Regions from separate parts of the Mus musculus genome. Here region 1 is linked to region 2. A link is a contact called in public HiChIP or PLAC-seq data. All regions are on one chromosome and are shown on one strand. Each heading gives the region's core, a stretch centred on a gene start, on an enhancer-like site or on the middle of the called end of the contact. The rest is flanking DNA. Distances are from core to core; before and after follow the strand shown.

Region 1 (2,937 bases), core at 189-2,688, 140 kb after region 2:
TTGACAGTCCTCTGTCAGATCCCCCTATCCACCCAGCTTCCTCCTGACTACCTGGGGCTGGGTAGAGACTCACCCCCAGACATGATGTAATCTCGGAAGAAGGGGGCCCGGAACCACACAGTCAGCATCATCAGATAGGAGCGGATGCCCGGGAAAAGCGAGGTAAAGCCCGTGCTTTCAGTGCACAGGTTAAGAAAGGCTCCAGCTGCTAGGACTCCATGGGGGTGGAAGCCCGCGATGTAGTTCCGGGAAGGGTCCAGCTCAGCTGTCTTGACCAACTGCAAGAGACAGTAAACTGGTGATGAACAGCAGGTCCTGGCTCTGCTACTGGCTTGTGTCAGTCTGGGCCTCTGAGTCTCAAGATGTTCATAATCCTGAGTATACTGGATGCTTCCACAGAGATGGGTGCTGTGTGGGACAGTGGGTAACACATGGGTGCCCTCAGACTGGGTGCTGGCTCTGGGCAAATTGTTCACCTGATGTCTATGTATGAAGTTGGAACACTTGGCCCTGTCCCGGGAAGACCCTGTTCCTTCTGCTGAGAGGCTTAGGCAGAAAGAGACTGGAATTCTTGGTTACTGGGTAAGAGCTGTGATGGCTTGAATGGGAATAGCTCCTATAGGCTTATATATTTGAAGGCTTGGTCCATAGTTGGCGGAACTGTTTTGGGAAGGATTAAGAGGCATGGCCTTGTTGGAGGAGGTGTGTCACTCGAAGTGGGCTTTGAGATTTTAAAAACCCACATCAGACCCAGTCTGGCTTTCTCCCTGCCTCCAATTTGTGGATAAGCTCTCAGCTATTGCTCGAGCACCATGCCTGCCAGCTTGCCACTGTGCTTACTGTCGTAATGACCATGGACTCACTCTCCGAAGCTGAGCAAGCCCCGGTTAAATATTTTCTTTTATAGGTTGCCTTGGCTATGGTGTCTCTTCATAGCGATAGAAAAGTAGCTAAGACAGAAGTGAAGGATATGAGGGCCACATGGGGGCGCCACGATGCAGGCATCACCCCATCTTAACCTCACTCAAAAGACAAAAGAAAGTACAGGGAGGAAACAACAGAGACTGTCACAAAATAGGAGAAAGGCAAGGACTGACTCCTTAGGTTGTTCTCTGATCTCCATTGGTGGGCCATGACATGCACAGACACATAGAGACACAGGCACAGACAGACAGACAGACAGAGACAGAAAGACAGACAGGCAGGCAGGCAAACACACACACACACACACACACACACACACACACTGCTCTGCCTGGGTGCTATCTACATTCAAAGATCACTGCTGGAGGCCATGTTACAGGTGGGAGCAGTCCTTTCTCACTGCCAGGAACCTGTTTGCCCCTTGCTCTGGGAGCCACAGTCATGGGAGTAGTGAGCAGGTCACAGCCCCCTGGCTGATCCCTGGGCAGGAGGCCTCCTGTTAGGACCAGCAGCATGGACTTTGCACCCCCTGGGAGAGAGGCAGTACTTTCCACAGACTAAGCTTTGCCAAGTGAACAGCTATCCTGTCAGCAAGCTGAAACTCCCACAGTAGCAGTCTCCCTGAGGATTCTTCTTGCTGCCTCTAGGGCCACAGCTGGCCTCAGCAGTCTGGGAGTAAACACGGGGTCCTGAGCCTGTCTGCCCATCCAGGCATTAGAGCTCCCAATTCTCCTGTCCTTGATCTTGACTTGACCTATGAAAACCCTTACCACACAGGGTCCCCAAGCCCCTCCAGAGTACCACAGGTACTGCAAGAAGGATTGCAGGAGCCACAGGCAGAGGGGCTGTTGCCTTCCCACACGAAGTCCAGCCCCTCCCCTAGTGCAGAGGGGACCTAGGAGATGTTGGAAACCCAGTGGAGTCAGAGCTCTGGCTTTTGCCACTGGAAGAGGCACTATCCCAGGATAAGGTGGTCATTCCTTATTCCTTACGTGGGAACACTTGCTATGTAAATTCTGCCCCTCTATGAAAACAAATGGAAATTTATGAAAGCAAAACAAAAGAGAATGGATCTTGCATCCCAGTAGCTCACGGCTGAGGGGTTTAGCCTATGGAATTGCTTGCACTTTGGGCAAACGCCATCTGAGCGATGTCATTCATGGAAGAATCGGTGTTTGTTAATATCAGAAACTTGTCCTCCACACAGATGTCCACCAACAGGGCTTGTCTGGACAAACCGGGAATGAGGCACACAAGGGACACTACAGCCAGAGAGGATTATGAAACAAGCTGAGATCACATGTCAAGTGAGCAGCCAGGAGCAGGACAGTGAGTGCAGGGCACGGCCACTGAGCATGACTGCACCAAACACTGATGCTCAGAGATGCTCCCAAGGATGGGACCTGGGGTGATGAGTATGTCCTAGACTATCTAGCCAGTGAACCCTGTGGATCCTCCCTGTCTCTGCCCCCTCAGTGAGAGGATTACAGGTGGCCACTACACCTGGCATTTTTACATTTGTACTGGGCATCAAATTCAAGTTTTCAGGCTTTCAAGTGAGGCAAGTGCTTTACCTCCTCGGCCCTAGAATGGAGTCTTTTTATACCTGCTTTTCTGTCCTCCTGGATTTTGAACAAGAACACATTACTACTTTAAATAAATACATGCACAAATGAACAATTGTACCCATGACAGTAAAGCATTTGCATAGAGAGAAATATCCTGGCGAGCATGGGGACCCTGTGAACTGACATTTGCGTACGTATTGACGTGCACACGTGCAAGTGTATGCCCTGGAGGATGGCCGTGGTCCCACTGAGTGCTGGTCTGAGCTTTCCCACAGGTGGTTCCTACTGGTATCTTCTGTGCTACCCAGCCACTGTTCCCTGGGAAGACTGGAGGCTATGTCTCCTATGCATCCTGTCTCCACAACACGACAGGACAGAGGAGATGCCTCAGAAAGACTTTCCCTCAGACTGAGGGAAAGAAGGAAGGAAGCCAGCGGAAGAGGCT
Region 2 (2,892 bases), core at 293-2,792:
AGAGGGTATCAGATCTCATTATGGATAGTTGTGAGTCACCATGTGGTTGCTGGGATTTGAACTCGGGACCTTTAGCAGTCAGTGCTCTTAACCGCTGAGCCACCTCACCAGCCCCCAGAGACAGTCTTAATATATTCACCAATAGTCACAAAGAACCACGCTTTTTGTTGCTGAGGAAATGTACCGGTGGTTAAAAGCAATCACTCGGCACTGCTCTTGCTGAAGACCAGAGTTCAGTGTCCAGCACCTCCAGCATGCAGCTCACACCACCTGCAACTCTGGCTCCAGGGAGCCATGGCACAGCCACTCTCTGCAGGCTCCTGCATTGGCACATACATACATATTCTCTGTAGGGACCTGTACATGTACATACACACACACACACACACACACACAGCCTCTGTAGGCACCTGTAACCATACACACAGACACAAGAGCACAAGTAATACAGATAAGTCTTTTCAGATAATGCTTTTAAGTGTCAGCTGATATTGCAAGAGTTCTGTTGAAAGTTGCTAAAGAATTCTAAACTGACAAAGCTAATTAACTGGAGGACTACGGAATAAAATGTAGCACACATAACAAGCACATACTTGATAAACATTTCCTAACCATCTGGGTCTGAATCCCGGCTCTGGCTATTTGTCTGCTGTGCAATCTTAGGAAAATTACTAAATCTCTCTGTACCAGTTTCTTTTCTATAGACAAACAACTGTGGAGTTAAAACACAGTAAAGATGGAAAGTGTTTGCTACCTGGTAGTAAATTAGGTACTCACTAAATATTAGTTATTAAGCGCTCACTAAATATTAGTTATTGCTACTACTGTTAGGGTTAACTATTCATTCCACGTTCCCAAGCTTCCACAAAGGAAAAAAAAATTCCCAGACCCCATCTTGAAAGACCCTCTCAAATCCCTCTGGGCTGTAGCTTTCTCCTCCTCAGCAGCTCTAGGTGGCTTATCCATGAGCTCTGAAGGCTGGGCATGCGTGGCTCAGCTCCTCCCAGATGCTACATCATGAGGAACTGTCTATGCCAACACACAACACTGCTTGGCTTGGAGGACTAGGCTTTGTCTATAATGGGACGACTTCATTTCCATTTGCTCTGTTATTTTGGAGGGAAGAGGATCAGGTCAAGAGGAAATGCACACAAGCCTTTTTAGTCATGGCGAGCTTTTAGTCAAAGTTAAACAATGTTTGCCAGTCAGTTTTATCTGTTCTCAAGCCACCTTCTGAACTCCATTTTCCTGTCACCCATCTTGTCTGAACTTGTTCAAAACTTGTTCAAAACTTTCTACTTGTTCACAAGTAGACAGAGAAGCCGGGTACTGGTGCTTACACCAACGGTCACCAACTGTGAGTCTCTAGCCGTGGGGTTCTTGGGGTTTTAACTACAATGGCGGGCAGACATTGGCTCTGAATGCTACCATTGCCTCTGACTGCAAGACTCTACCAGATGTAGAGTCAGGGACCGGCTGCAGAGTGAGTCACCCTCCCTCCCACACCAGGACAGCCAGCCTTGGCAATGGCAAACAGCCCAGCAATGGCAGCCTCACAAGTCTCTGACTTAATCCCAAATGTTTTTACTAAGTAAATACCATGTCCCAAGCATTGTGGCAGGGAGTTTGGGGAGGGTGGGTGAGGGAAGGTCAGCATTGCTCATGTCAGTCTGACCCCACAAAGCCTACAGAGGGAAGAAGGGCAGGCCACTGGACAGAGCAGTGCATCTGGCAGAGGAGATCTGGAAGATGTTCAAGGACTCCAGGAACTCAGAAGATGAAGCTGGGACACAAAGGGAAGACTTCCGGAGTTGGATGTTCTAAAGACACCACCTAGCATAAATCCACTTGCTAAAGTACACAACGCAATTTTTCTGTTCTTGGTTTACTTGACCACTGCATCTCCTTAAAAAACAAAGCAACAGGACCAGCCAAGCCCACAGTTTACCGAGATGGGAGAGAAGAAAGCAGAGACGCTGGGCCCCAGACCCAGCAGCACGTGCTCTACTGCTTCTTGGTCACACCACTGCCTGCTTCTTCTCCAGCCTGGGCTACTCAGTCCTTCTCTACTGAACAGCATGTTGCCAGCCTGTGTCTCACATGACTTCAGAGGCTTTGTCATCGCCCCATGTTTATAGTTCATTTCTCTCCAGGTTCAGGAATTCAGATGGCTACTTGTCGTCAACACAGGGGTTTAAAGACACTGCACATGCCTGTGGCCATCTTACCTCAGGATCTGTGCTCTTCCTCCCTGCCCACCCCGCCTTGTCGCTAAGCTTCCTGTGGCTATCATCTTTCATCTATCCAGTTACTTTAAACCAGAAATCCAAAATCACCCTTGACATCTCTTTTTTCCTTTTATCTCAAATGCAAACCACAACAAATCCTAGTGATTTTCTCTCCTAAAACCCCAACTCTGTCGCCTTCCTAGCTGGGTGTGTGGCTCAGTGGTAAAGAGCTTGCCTAGCACGTGCCTGGGCCTGGATGTCATCTGTCTTCCCTACCCTGCTATGGTCCATGCCAAACTGTCATCTCTTGTCCATGGCACTGCAAGGTCCTTCTCACTGTCTCTCCACAGTCACTCTTGCTCTTTAAAATAAGCCAGAGCTAAACTATTACATAAATCTGGTTAGAGCACACGCCTCTGTCCTGTGGATAAAATCTCGAAACTCCCCATGGGCTGGCCTGGGGCTACTCTCACCTCCCTTCTGTCCCTCAGACTCACCTTGTGCCCTTTCTACTCTGTGGCCTTTCAAGCTCAGCCTCCTCCCCTGGAAAGCTCTCTCCATTCAGCGCCCACACCTTTCACATACTGTCTTCTATTCAGAACCTGGATTACAACGTTAGCAACCAAATCCCTCCTCTGGGGACCAGGACAGGCCATCCTCCTGT

Evidence for each region. HiChIP or PLAC-seq counts read pairs in DNA pulled down with a chosen protein or histone mark.
Region 1: a contact with region 2 is called in an HNF4G HiChIP or PLAC-seq map of pancreatic cancer cells. The contact joins two enhancer-like sites. A contact is called at or near these places in 1 of 39 promoter capture datasets (cranial neural crest), 4 of 484 Hi-C or Micro-C datasets (frontal cortex, liver and olfactory sensory neurons) and 1 of 115 datasets of contacts at active chromatin or transcription factors (pancreatic cancer cells).

What each region holds. Positions count from the first base shown.
Region 1 is chr7:99,223,428-99,226,364 of GRCm38.p6, forward strand. Mogat2 (monoacylglycerol O-acyltransferase 2) reads right to left here. Exons shown (of 6, transcript NM_177448.4): 3 at 74-278. Among named protein-coding and RNA genes, the nearest start is that of Mogat2, 14 kb to the right of the region's middle. Within about 2 kb of position 1,439, at least 33 of the 459 cell types and tissues checked have an H3K27ac peak or open chromatin away from gene starts, as enhancers often do. A contact at or near this core is called in pancreatic cancer cells, where this site is marked.
Region 2 is chr7:99,083,894-99,086,785 of GRCm38.p6, forward strand. All of the region lies in intron 5 of Uvrag (UV radiation resistance associated gene), which reads right to left. Among named protein-coding and RNA genes, the nearest start is that of Uvrag, 56 kb to the right of the region's middle. Within about 2 kb of position 1,543, at least 91 of the 459 cell types and tissues checked have an H3K27ac peak or open chromatin away from gene starts, as enhancers often do. A contact at or near this core is called in pancreatic cancer cells, where this site is marked.